Regions from separate parts of the Lactuca sativa genome. Here region 1 is linked to region 2. Evidence: chromatin contacts called from public Hi-C data. All regions are on one chromosome and are shown on one strand. The core of a region is the stretch at or near the end of the contact, and the rest is flanking DNA. Distances in the headings are between cores, read along the strand shown. Region 1 holds the start of LOC111907360. Region 2 holds the start of LOC111907361 (protein NRT1/ PTR FAMILY 7.3).

What was found. Hi-C and Micro-C count contacts between places; a contact is called where the count stands out from the background.
Region 1: a contact with region 2 is called in a Hi-C map of leaf, with 4 times the contacts expected there. The contact joins the promoter of LOC111907360 here to the promoter of LOC111907361 in region 2. A contact is called at or near these places in 2 of 4 Hi-C or Micro-C datasets (both in leaf).

What each region holds. Positions count from the first base shown.
Region 1 is chr3:22,981,538-22,988,584 of Lsat_Salinas_v11, forward strand. It overlaps LOC111907360, which reads right to left and starts at 5,485. Exons shown (of 4, transcript XM_023903132.3): 1 at 5,327-5,485; 2 at 4,412-4,567; 3 at 4,168-4,278; 4 at 3,510-4,071. The coding sequence starts at 4,528. The coding sequence ends at 3,838. LOC128132580 (a long non-coding RNA gene) reads left to right here and starts at 4,567. Exons shown (of 2, transcript XR_008230666.1): 1 at 4,567-5,184; 2 at 5,267-5,466.
Region 2 is chr3:22,798,101-22,804,964 of Lsat_Salinas_v11, forward strand. It overlaps LOC111907361 (protein NRT1/ PTR FAMILY 7.3), which reads left to right and starts at 4,244. Exons shown (of 5, transcript XM_023903133.3): 1 at 4,244-4,396; 2 at 5,104-5,224. The coding sequence starts at 4,370.

The sequences.
Region 1 (7,047 bases), core at 4,235-6,734, 180 kb after region 2:
TGAGAATACAAAAGGAAAAAAAAACAAAAGTTACTAAAAGTCACAAATACTTGACTTCTTAAACAATTTTTTTTTCTTCTTCTCAAAAAGTTAATTTAAAAGAACTTTTGAAGTAATCAAACAGCTTTTTAAACTTTTAACTTTTTGAAAAAGCCAAAAGTCCAAAAAGTCATTTGAAAAGGAATGTCAAACACCCTCTAAAATCCAAATTTGTAGATGACTAAATGCTAGGGTGTTGACTAGAGGTACTTTGTATGGTGATTGAGGAGTGAGTATGATTGAGGTGGTGTCAGTAATTTGTGTAATCTCCAGGAAAACTAATTTTTCTCCGGTAAACCATGTTTTTCGTTTGTACTGCCGACGATAAAGGTGATCTCGGCATGGAGCTGAAATAGAGGAAGGAAATGGATAGAGGGTGCGGGTTGCGTATGATGGGTGGGCCCATCTTACTTTAATATATAACTTTTATAAATAATTAGAAAACAATATAAATAAAGTCAAAAAGAAATTAAAAAGGGTATATTACTCTTTTTAACTTTATTAAGGATCAAACACGAAACAAAACAAGATGGTCCGAGTTAAAAATTCTTTATAGGGACTAAACACGCAGATTACCCCAAACCACATGAACGAATCATGAACTATTCGTGTAATTTACCCTTTTTAAATTATATGTTGTTTGTTTGAAAAACTTTTTAAAAAATGAAATTATGGATGCACTTTCAACAAGAAAAGATGTGTTGAATAATATATATTATATTTTTCTTCTTATTGTATTCAGGTCTCCTTCGGAACTACATTCATGCCCGCTGGTCAGGTGGTTTTTGTCTATAAAATCCATAATTTGCACCATCCTTGTGCATGCATAGGTTTTGGAGTAAAACCATACATAAAAGCTTATAAATTTATTATGTATCTTATAAACTCATTAAAAGTTTGCTCATTTTTCTATGTGAGAGTCACTCCTATAACCACTTTATTTTCAAATACTCATATTTGAGCATCAATATCTCATTCACATATTCTCTGTTTTAGACACAATGTTGTTTTGAAGCTCTCACGAAGAATATAACTCACTAAAGATTAATAATATAAACAATATTTATTTATACTTAAACGTATCCAAAGTTTAATAAAATGGATATGTTTTATTAAATTTCGAACAACTATTTTATAATAATTATTTATTTACGATGTAGCCCTTACCTTGAAGGTATATCCAAACCAAGAATCAATATTTTAGAACGGCCGAGTACAAACTAGCAAAAGGTTTGACATAAACTAAAAGATATAAAAAAATCATATATATGGGTTTTTAACCACTTAATGTACTTGAATTGAATATATTAAAGGGTGAATGTCACTAATACCCTGTAAACTTTTGTGTTTTGATTTAAAAGTTCCTCATGTTTTATTTTGGCTTTCTAGAGGCATAAACTTGAATATTATGGGTTAAAAAGGTCATTTACAGGAGAGGTGAAAGGGTAAGCCTATATCCCTTCTTAGTCGGCATATTTCTCCTGTTTTGTTTTCATCTCCATCTCCATTTCCTCTCTAGCATCCGTATCCTCACCTCTTCCTTTTTCATTTTACTTTTAGATAAAATTTTATGAAATTCAATCAACGGATTCTCAAATTCGATCTTTCCAGTTTCTTTCATCTCCAACACATCCCTTGAAGGTGAACAAATTCAACCGTAAAATCAAACCTGAAAAAGGCTTTTTCGATTTCATATTTCTGGGAGATGAAGAAGATGAACAAATTCAAACGCAAGAAACAAAATCATACAAGTTAAACTTTAACTTGTAGGGCCCTACAGACAGTCGTAAGGTTTTGAAGTAATCTTTATATTTGATTTTTAACATCTTTTTAGCAACTCGGATGATCACTCAAACTTTAACTTGTATTTTCTTTTATTCATTTCTTTTTTTAAAATTTTATTACTTTTTGTTATTTATTTATATATTTTATTTTGTCTATTTATTTATTGGGACCCACTGATTTCACTCCATATCCTCACTCACACACTACTTGTTCAAAGATTCAACAACAACTACCTATAATTACCATCAACACCACAATTCCGACCACCGCCACTAATCAACACAACAATTACCATCAACACCACAATTCCGACAACCACCATCAACACAACAATTCCGACCACCGCCACTAATCACCACCTCAAAATCGTATTCAATCACTAGGAAAACATAATTAACAAAAAGACATAAATCAAGAAAGCCAACAAAACAGCCTTTTCATTGTTATCTTAAAATTCGAACCAGTTAAACAACAAAAGCCTCTAATTTTAGCAATCTTCGAATCATTTGAAAATCAATGGATGATGAAACCTAGAAATCAGAAATCGAAATCTCATTTCTGAGAAGAAGATTAATGAAGCAGGTGATATTTGAAAGCTATCTTGGTGCTCGCAGGCCATCGGTTCTTCGTCAACACTTTCTTCAAATGTTCCCAACGACAAAGCGAGTGGGAGAGAGAGAGAGAGAGAGAGAGAGAGATGATGATGGTTGTTTCTGATCTATGCTTTGTTTTTTAAACCCAATGATACCTGTTTCAGAGAAATACGATGGCTTTGGAGTATAGATTGACGCTCGATGGTAGCTTTAGAGAGGTTTCCGACACAGTACAGAGATAGAGAGGTGGTGGTGAATGTTGACAGCAGGTGGCGGCTTTAAAGTGCATATCAGCGCTCGGTGGTTGCTTTAGAGAAGTTTATGGCGGAAAAGAGGTGTGATGGAGGATGTCGACGTTCGATGGTCAATGGTGGCTTTAGAGAGGTTTATGCGGCGAAGTACAAAGGTGGTGGCGCATGGTTGACAGTCAATGGTGGCTTTAAGAAGTTTTCAGCGGCAGTGTATTTCTTATTTAAAATCTTTTTCCTAATCAGATAATAAAAGAAATAGGAAATGGTATAAATGTCATTTCAAATATCGTAGAGACTAGATCCAAAACAAAACCAAGCCACATAATGGTTTGATTAAAAAAAACAGGGATCAAACATGTTGATTGCCCCAAATCTCATGGACCATTCATGTAATTTATTCATTCTAATAAGATTGTGAGGTTCTTCCCTACCTTATTAGGAACTTTTTAGGACTAGTTGTTTTGGTTTGTGGGCGAATGTCCCGAGCACCAGTGGAGACATGTTCCTTGTCAATCGTGTGGTGGTGCATCAATCCTAGTATGCTATGCACCCCTTCTTCCAAGACCAAGGCTATTCAAAACATGAAATTGAAAAATGAACCTCAAACCCTACTAGGCTACTAGTCTTTAGTTCTGGTAAAAGGAATCTTTTTCTATTTTATTTCATTTTACTTTTCGGTTTAGTTAAACGTCTAACCGGTTAAAATCTTAGTTTTTGGTTTTGATACGGTTCACATTTTTCCCATAGACAGATAACAGAAACACCAAAAACACTTTTTGGCATAATTTAGCATCTTAAAAACACCTATGTTAGTTAGTCTAGTAACATTGTAACAACACTCTACGCCTAAAAACCATCTTTTATTACAACAATCCTTCAAAAACTCAATGAAAAATCCTCTTTCTCCAAAATAGAGGACTAGACAACAAAACCATCATCTAAAACATCTTAATCAACACAACTTCTAAAACATCTAGGTTTAGGAAAAAACGGATTTTACCCCAACAGATGCCCCAAATCTTCTCCAATTGCTGGAAAGTTCATTCATAACAACAATTTCTTGAAATTGTATTCTCACCATCTTATATATTATATGTAGATATAAAAATCATCAGTGCATAATTTCTTGTAAACACATACCAAGATCACTTTTGATGATTGTTGTTTTATCATCCTGCTTGAGCTTTGGTGATGTTAGTGGAATCATTGTCTGGAGTCTCTTGTTTTGTCTCAGAAATTTTGAGATTTGCATTTTTGTGGGCTTCTTCTTGATCTAGAAAAGCCTGTGCTTTCATGGTTTGCATCATCTGCTTCATTGTCTTCTCCTCCTCTTTCAGCTGCATTTCAACTATCATTTCCGCTTGCTTATCAACTGGTGAGAAGTATTCATTAATGGCAGCCTCCTGCAGTTAATCACCCAACTCTTCAAACATAACTCCCAAATATTTTCATCAAAAGTAGGATGATAATATCATAAGATATTTTGTTATAAAACCTACCGTGTCCTCTAACTGCTTGTTTACAGCTTTCATCTCCTCCACCATTTGTCTAACCTCAGATAAAATAAGCTGTTCAGGGATCTTTCTAATCTCTGCTTTCTTCCGTTCTGCCTACAGGAATGAATACAAGGAAAAAGATGAAACACAGAAACTAAATCACACTAATCACCAACAAGATATCACTTTGTTATCATTAAAATCTATGAACTTGAAAAGATTTCAAAAAAGACTGTGAAGTGCTTACCTCAATAATACGTTTTTCAAGATCCAATCGATAAGATCTGATACGGCGTTCTTCATAACCTGATAAAACCCTAACGTAGAACATAGCTTTCTTCCCAAAATCAATTAACTTATTCATCGTTTTGCAATGCCACTTGAGTTTATCAGCTTGATGACACTAAAACCATCAATACATATCAGTTTGTTATCATAAAAATCTGTTAACTTGCAGTATTTTTTTACAAAGGATTTCTTGACCCACTATATACCTAATAAAGTAATAGTTAGTGATGATATTAGCTTAAACTAAATCCAACTACTGTCCATTTTCATCGTTTCTTTGTATGATTCTTTTATGATCAGCTTTTCTTTGAAAGATATTCTTTCTATCAATCATGTTGGACTCTTACCTAGGTTGTTTATGTTGGGTATATCATAATTCACTTTCTCCTTGGTGAGGAAGCTGACTCCTAACATAAGAAGATTTTCAGGTGTAGTGACAGAGTGCATTCATCGTGTAAAACTGGAGACTAATCTGGATACCTAATTTATTTATCATCTGGAAACCTCAATAACCAAGTACGAAAAAATATAAAGATAAGCATAGTGACAGATTGCATCTTGTAACGGGAAACTCGTGAAATTAAAGGGAGGTTTTGGTTTTAAACAGCAGCGGGGAAAAACAGGTCGTATGCGATAATTGACGATTCATACAAGCAATCAACGCCAAAACCATTACTCGTGGCACCAGGAGGGCATCGACTGTGCGTATCTGTGTGTGTGTGTTGTGTACAGGTGCGTAATTATAACCCTAAATCATGTTTTTCAATCATTATTCACCGATTCTTCAAATGATTTTCGACTTCAGTTTTTATAGTTTATGCATTCAATTGTTTCGTACGAAGGATTTACAAATTACGAAAATTGGAGGATCTACCTGACAAGAAGATCGAGAGACAGCGAGAGAGAAATCAGCAGCAGTAGTTCGTCGAGGCTCGAGGGTGAGACCAGATGCAGTGATATCAGTTCGTAGTTGCGTCGAGGTGACCGGTGAGAGTAGCGATAGAGAAGTCGATGGGGTTAAATGGGTATTGTATAACTAAATTAAAGGGAGTAATATATATTAATCATATATCATTCAATATATCATTCAGACAAAAACCGCACCCTAAATAAAATTAAACAAAAACCGCACCGCAATTAAAATTAACCGTAAAAATCGTATAAACCGCAACCGCAATAAAAACCGATAAACCGCACTACATATATTATATACAATTTTTTATTAATTATTAATATATTAAATATTAAAAATAAGACAAGTTTCATGGATGAAAGAATGATAAAATTCTAGAAGACAAAAGTGTTAATTTTTTTGTATGTTTAACTTTGGAAAATGGTGAAATTTGACAATTTTAAGGTATTTATTGTTAATTACTAGTTATTTAAAATTTTTAAGATATTAGTCGTTTGTAATTTAAGTTAATTGTTTTATACCTTGTGGTTTTTTATTATTACAAGTAATATGTTAAAATCTTAAAACTGTTTGAACTCTAAAGTGCGGTTAAAAACCACACAGCATAACCGCACCAAATCCATGTGGTTAATAACCGAAACACACAAAAACAAAACTGCACCGCAAAAATAACCGCCTAACCACAACGCAAAAATAATCGCACCAAACGGTTTTGAAAATGGATTAACCGCATTTGCGGTTAGTGGTGAGATTTTTGCCAATAAACGCATCGCACTCACTCCTACTATAAAGAAGGATTTGTTATTTCAGTATATTCATTTGAAATTTTCATGCATTTTTTTTCACCACATTCATTTGAAACTTCAATGATTTTTAATTTATTTTTAATAATAATTATAAGTTGGTTAATAAGGTTAAATAAATATCAAACCTAAAGTGTAATCATAAATAAACTAAATTTCAATTTTAAAACAATATATTTACTTCTACTTATAAAGTTATGTTTTTAACTTTTAACATATTATACTTAATTTATTAGATTTAAAATATTGTTGTATGTAAATCTTTATCAGTTTAAAGCTACAACTTTGAACAGTTTGGACAAAATATTTAAATTGTTAATTTAAATATAACATTATAGTGTCAAATTAAATATAAATTTTAGTTTAACTTAAACAACCTAAAGAATATTTTGTAAATAATTAAAAGTGATAAATTATAGTGTCTTTCTAATAATGATTATAAGTTGGTTAATAAGGTTAAATAAATATCAAACCTAAAGTGTAATCATAAATAAACTAAATTTCAATTTTAAAATAATATATTTGCTTCTACTTATAACTTATAAAGTTATGTCTTTAACTTTTAACATATTATACTTAACTTATTATATTTAAAATGTTATTGTATGTAAACAATTATCAGTTTAAAGCTATAACTTTTGAACAGTTTGGACAAAATACTTAAATTGTTAATTTAAATATAATATTACAGTGTCAACTTAAATATAAATTTTAGTTCCACTTAAAAAAACAAATAGTATTTTGTAAATAGTTAAAAGTGATAAAATTTAGTGATAAATACAAAAACTAAATTGTAATTAACTAAAATATTTCCTAAAGATATTTTTATAATTGTTAAAAATTTTCAAATAAGCAACTTAAAATAAATTATAATAACAA
Region 2 (6,864 bases), core at 2,994-5,493:
CAGCGATGACGATGTTGGCCCTTAATTTCTATCCCTCAAGGATCTGTGCCAAGAGAAAGACACAATAGAAAGATTTCAGGGAGAGAGGAGGTCGCGCAAGCAATTTTAGTCTTCTTCATGTTCTGTTGATACCGATCTGTATTTGATTACAGTGAATACATTTTCAAAACAAATGAGAGTGAGATTCCATATCTGGGTTTGATTTTATTGCTTTGTATTTGATTCCAAATCTGAGTATTTGTATCCTTGTGTTTCCCATTATATGGTTTATCAAATGGAGATATGAGTCATACCCTTTTCCGGTCATCTTCACGCCGCCATATCACAACCAACACCACTACCTGAAATTGATTACAAGGGGAAAAGGGAAGAAAGAGTATCGATATATGGCTAGGGAGAAACAAGTGCATACCGAAATTTTGTTTTGGTGAAATGTTTTGCTTGATAATTTGGTTAGATAACAAAGGAGACATTATAGGAAATTTCTTTGGTTAAAGAACATATATGGAGGTTGTTGGATTTACACACACACAAAGAGAGAGAGAGAGAGAGAGAGAGAGAGAAAGAGAGAGAGAGAGAGAGAGCCTTGGATATTAAATTTATTTTAAGAAAATAAATAAATAAAAGAAAAAAACTTCATAAAAGGTCACTGGATAGTTAAATGACGGAAATACCTTTCGTTTAACGGTAGAAAGCTAACGGAGTTAACAAAAAGGACCAAACATCAAAAGTTTTGAAAGCACAAGGACCATCTATGAGGTTTTTAAACCATGTGGACTAAACTTCAGATTTTGGGTAACCACAGAGACTATTTATGATGTTTTTTCTTAAAAATAACAATAGAACCTTTTAAAACTGAATAAAAAAATAAAACACATAAACGAATGATGTAACGAAAAAAAAAACATTAAATAATTATTATATTTTTATTTATCTATACATAAAAAATAGATTTTCTATAACTATAATAATTATTGTATTTTTATTTATCTTTGATTATTTTCATATTAATATTTTGTTTTAATTTTTATTTTGATTAAACCCATATTAATCTACGATTATTCCTTAACCGATGGGGGTTGTCTTGGTCCCACCTAGTTGATTACATTTTACATAGAATATGTTAATATTAACAATAAAATATGTAATATTAATAATATATAAATTAATATAATTAATTATTAGAGACATCAGCTATATTGAGATTACAATTATTACGTGGTGCATTCGGTGGAATATATGTATTACGTCGAGCATTATACATTATTTTTCATCTATTAAAACGTTCTGATATGTTGTGGCATCAAAGTGACAAAACTCTATACATCGGATGCGGTTCTTGTAAAATTTATTTTATATATATATATATATATATATATATATATATATATATATATATATATATATATATATATATATTAAATCGAAGTAAGAAGGACTGAAAATAATCTTTTTAAATTAAAAAAAGAATATAAAGTAAAAATATGTGTTAACTACAAGGATAAAAATATTAAAATTATTTAATTTTGATAAATTGATTGTTCGATGGGGGTACGAAGAAAATCAAGAAATCATTGATAAATTAAAATTATATATATATATATATATATATATATATATATATATATATATATATATATATATATATATATATATATATATATATATATATATAGAAGGACTGAAAATAACTTTTTTAAATTAAAAAAAGGATATAAAGTAAAAATATGTGTTAACTACAAGGGTAAAAATATTAAAATTATTTAATTTTGATAAATTGATTGTTCGATGGGGGTATGAAGAAAATCAAGAAATCATTGATAAATTAAAATTATTTATTATTGTAAGTCACGTCATATCAAATTGAGTTATTTTATCAAAGTCAAAATGGTTTTTGAGTTATTTTACCAAAAGTCAAAATGGTTTTTGACGGTGGTTTTTGACCCAATTTTGGGTGCCAATGGCTGAGAATAAAACTCGTCTGTTTTGAAATGAAACTATGGGGATGTTTGGCATCAATTTTCCAAAATGTTGGACTATACCTTTAGACTAGACTAAACCTGGGTCATTTCTATAAGTTACTCTATTTTAATTTTTTTATTTTTTGTGTAATTTATCCCTTTTTACCACCCAAGATTCTAAATATTTCAAAATTCTGTTTTTATGTTTATTTATTGCATTTTACCCCCTAAGATTTTGGATATTTAAGATTTAACTCTGATTCTTTTTCTATCAATTGAAGTTTTATTTATCTAGTTACCCGTAAGGTTGTAGATAATTGAAATTTTACTCATATTTTCTCCGTCAATTTCATTTATTCCATTCAAAGTTCATCACAAATTTTTGGAAGGCGTGTTCGAGGATGCAAGTTTTAAATACATTTTTTTGGAACTGGCGAATATTATAAAACCATGGCCAAAAATAGAAAGGCCGGGAAAAACAAAAAACAACTTACAGATTGTTAAAAGGGGAACAAACTCAAAACTCTCATTTACAATTATCAAAATTACACCTATGTTTTAACCATATAAAAAAAAAGAGAAATAATATTGTGCGCCAACTTTGAAGAAGTTGTATGAATCTTGTTGTACCATAGATTGTTTCTTGCTTTCCACCCGCACTGAAACCGTAACAAATAGCAAGAAAGACTTTTCTAATTTAGAAATTTATCAAAACTAGATGTTTTTGGAAAAAAAAATCCGGATAAACATCCGAACCAATTGAGATTTGAATTATTTGGTTCGGCTAACCGAATACAAATGAATTTGTTTGGTTCGGTTTTGGTTGATTATTCACCAATTCGGATAAATCGAATAACTCCAATAAGTCATTAGATTAATAGTTTCATATTATTTGTCAACTTTTATGTTGTGTATTTTTCACTATTTCAATATATTTAAAGTTATGAAGTCTAGATGATGTTTCATACGATCTACTCCCTTGTAATAACTTTTGTAAGTTTTTTTACGAACGAAACCTGTTAAGTTTTGATGGTGTTTAAGAATCAATATTATAAAAATGTTTGTAAAATATTATTCAGATTAACATGTAAGATGAACCGAATAACCTAAACCAAATATTTTATATAATTAAAGTTTGGACGTGTTTGACACAAAACGTTTAGGAGTATCTATCTTCTAACGTTTGACAAAACGCTCCGTTTTAAACAAAATGTCTCGTTTGACACTATAAACTTTTAGCGTTTAATTTAAACAAAACCACATAAATCTAAAAGTTATCTCACGCAGCGTTTAACAAAACATTACTAGCTACCCGCTAGCAGTTAGTTTTACCGAAACCGTCCTTAATCTTATTTGATTTAGTTACAATTAAATAATTAATTTAGAGATTTTGTAAACCGATTAAATCGACGACTCAATAAATCAAAATCTGATTAAACAAGCGAAATAATATTTGTAATCAAAATAATGGTGTTTTCAATAATAAAGGATAAAAAACGATAAAAAAGATTGCATCATCAATGGGAAAAAGCACCCAAATAGAAGGCCAAAAGGAAGCGATTTGAGAAAAAGGGGGCCCATTTATTTAGGTATTTTTAGTGCGACCACAATTGAAAACAACATTAACAAATTGATATAAATAAAATATCGTTTTTTTGAATAGAATAGTTAAAAATATCATTAAGCTTTATGTTTTGAAAACTTATAGTATAAAGAGAAAATTTTATGTATCACATTGTTATCCTATCATAATTCCACAAAATGCATTACTTGTTTAATCAAATAAAAATTAAATCATAGTCCACAACTACAAGGGTTGACAGTATGAACATGTTATTTTCATATTAACCATCAAATTAGTATTTAGGTCTTCATCTAACTACCATATAAACCTAATATAATTTTTTTTTCTACAAAACTCAAAAATTTCATGACTATAAAGTTGCATTTCTTACAAGGTATGATACCAAATGGAGACTTATACAAAAAAAAAAATCAAGATTGAGTTCTTCTCCCATTTTTTAAAAATAATTCGAATTTCCTCATATTCTTTGAGGATGAAAATAAAACACAAAGATGTTAAGTCGCTTTTAACATTGTCTAGACCATCGATAAGGCTAAAAAATATTTTTAATAATAATAATTAATAAATGCTAAAAATAGAAATTGTTACAACACTATAAAAAAAATATACGGAAAAACCATGTGGTTGATAGAGTTTGAAAAAGTTTTAATCGCATTGATCTGGACCGTTGAATGTAGTAAGACAAGGCCTATAAGACCACCTCCTTATTCTACTCTTGTTTTGTCCATCTTCCTCAGAGCCTCTTCAACAATTTGTCACTTACAATCTTCAAGCCTTTCTCTCTCTATCAAACACACACTTTCTCTCTCTAGCTTCAACAGAAATGGAGTCCATCAACATATCTAAGAAGGTGCTTGCTTCATCTCTCTCTCTCTCTCTCTCTCTCTCTCTCTCTCTCTCTCTCTCTCTCTCTCTCTCTCTCTATACCCTTCTATATCGCAAAAACTGTAATTATTTTTAGTTCTATATATATCGTTCAAGAAATGGAACATTCTTGTATTTTCTGATTTCATCAAGGGTAGTTTAGGTACTTTGTTCACTATAAAACATTTTTTCCTTAAACTATCTCTGTCAAACATTTATTTCCTAAGCAGTAAGCATACATTGCATCTCCTACCCGCAATAAACTTTTTGACAATGGTGTAATTAAAATTTTGCATTTCTTATCTGATGACTTGAATCGAGTCTTTCACTTAAGATCGATTAATTTGATTTTCCAGAAACTTTTTTGATTTGATAACTGAAGAGCCATGCATCAAGTGTCAAATGATTATGACACGTGCATTCACTTCGAGAAACTCAAAATAGATCGGATTTTTAAAAACACACGTCACATGCACACAGATTGCTGTAGGACATATTTTACTGAATGGATAGTTCTCGAGCACTCGTAAAATTAGTTGAAATCTTACTATAAACTTTTACCTTGGGATCTTTCACTGATCATTAGTATGACAGCCTTCAAGTTTTTAAACCCGAAGATAATTATTTTTTAGATTAAAAACATGCAATTAAATATTTTTTTAGAACTAATTAAGTTAACTAAACAAATGGCAGGTGAAGTGTATTAATGATGATGAAGAAGGGACAAGCACCCTGGATGGAACTGTAGATTTCCATGGCCGACCAGCTATCAAAGGAAAGACTGGACGTTGGACAGCTGGAACTATCATCCTCGGTAACCCACCTTAATTTTATTTTTTTCAATTATATCTATGATATGATAAAAAATAATAAAAAAAATGATTTGCTAAAAATAAACAATAAAGATAAGAACTTGATATCATACTTCGCTTATCTATATAGGTATAATATTTATTCAACTGTACATTGGATAAGTCAAGCTATCTATCTATGTGATGTGTATATATATACATCGATAAATTAATGTGTATGCATGTATGGGCGTAATTTTTAAGAATGTCTGCTAAATATACCAAAGAGAAGAAAATTTTATTGTATTAATCTCAACTTGTTGGATAACATATTAGTGTAAAATTTAAACTCGAGCTCCTACATTATTTTGAATAGGAAATTAATTATGATAGAATATATTCACTATGGTTGATACAAACATACTTTTGTTAAAACTATTAGTTATTGATCATTACATAAAATTAAATCAACAATCATATAAGTTCCTTATATATATAAAAATTAAATTTAATATGAAAGGTGTTGAAAACAAATTTATGAAGTTTGGAATGGTGGAGGTCTACTCTATCCTAAAAATTTTGATAGCTCTATGTGTGGATGTATTTTGATTTAATTATATTTATTGAGGAAAATTACATTTAATTCGATAACTAACGACATAAATATATTAGAAAATTGCGTGTAGAGAATCTTGAAAATGACAAAAAAGCGTACTTTTTGTTTAAAAATATGCAATTTTGTTGTATTAAAACATAACGTTTTTATGCAAAGTTCTTATGACATGATGATTCGAGAAGTTATATATAGTATTTCATCTAGAAAATACAATTTTTATAAGTTTTTTTAGTCAAATTATTAATTATATTAGTTCTAAATGAAACTGAAACTGTAAGAATTATCCTATATATATCCTTTTATTCATATAAAATAGTTATTGTTTCATATCGATTTTGTTTTTACTAAAAATATTTCGACTGTTCGAGTGGTCATATATTCAATTAAATCAACATCAGATCCAATGAGGTATGTCATGAAAGAGAGTCGACTGATGGTGAAAAAGTATTTACAACTGGCACTATGTTGATGTGGGGTTTGTAGACAAAAAAACTTTTGGTTTTGGGAATAGTTCCTTCCACACGACATTCTACAAAAATATATCCATACAAAATACACACACACACATATATATATATATATATATATATATATATATATATATATATATATATATATCATAACATTTCAATAACATGAAAGACTTGTATAGTTATTATAAAACATATATATATGATTGAAAAAGATGTTAAACATTTTTTATATCTTGTTTTTGTGTGTGATTGTGTGAATTTATATGGTCCGTCTTAGTTTTGGTTATTTTAGAAAGTTTTTGTAAGGGTAAAAATAATAAATATGGAGATAGATATAGTATGAGACGTGGGGGACACGCGATGGGTAAATCCTTGCATGACGCAAGCTGATTAGGCAACGTGGCAGGGTTACCAAAGTTTCGTGTGGTCATCATTCCAACTCCAACTCACGAGATGTATTTTTAGCAACTCCCGAGGCCCAACCTAAAACAAAGAGTGTAACATGGCCCATTTTTTTTTTTAACTCAACTCACTCTCCTACAGTTATTTTTGGAATATTCTTATTCAAATATTT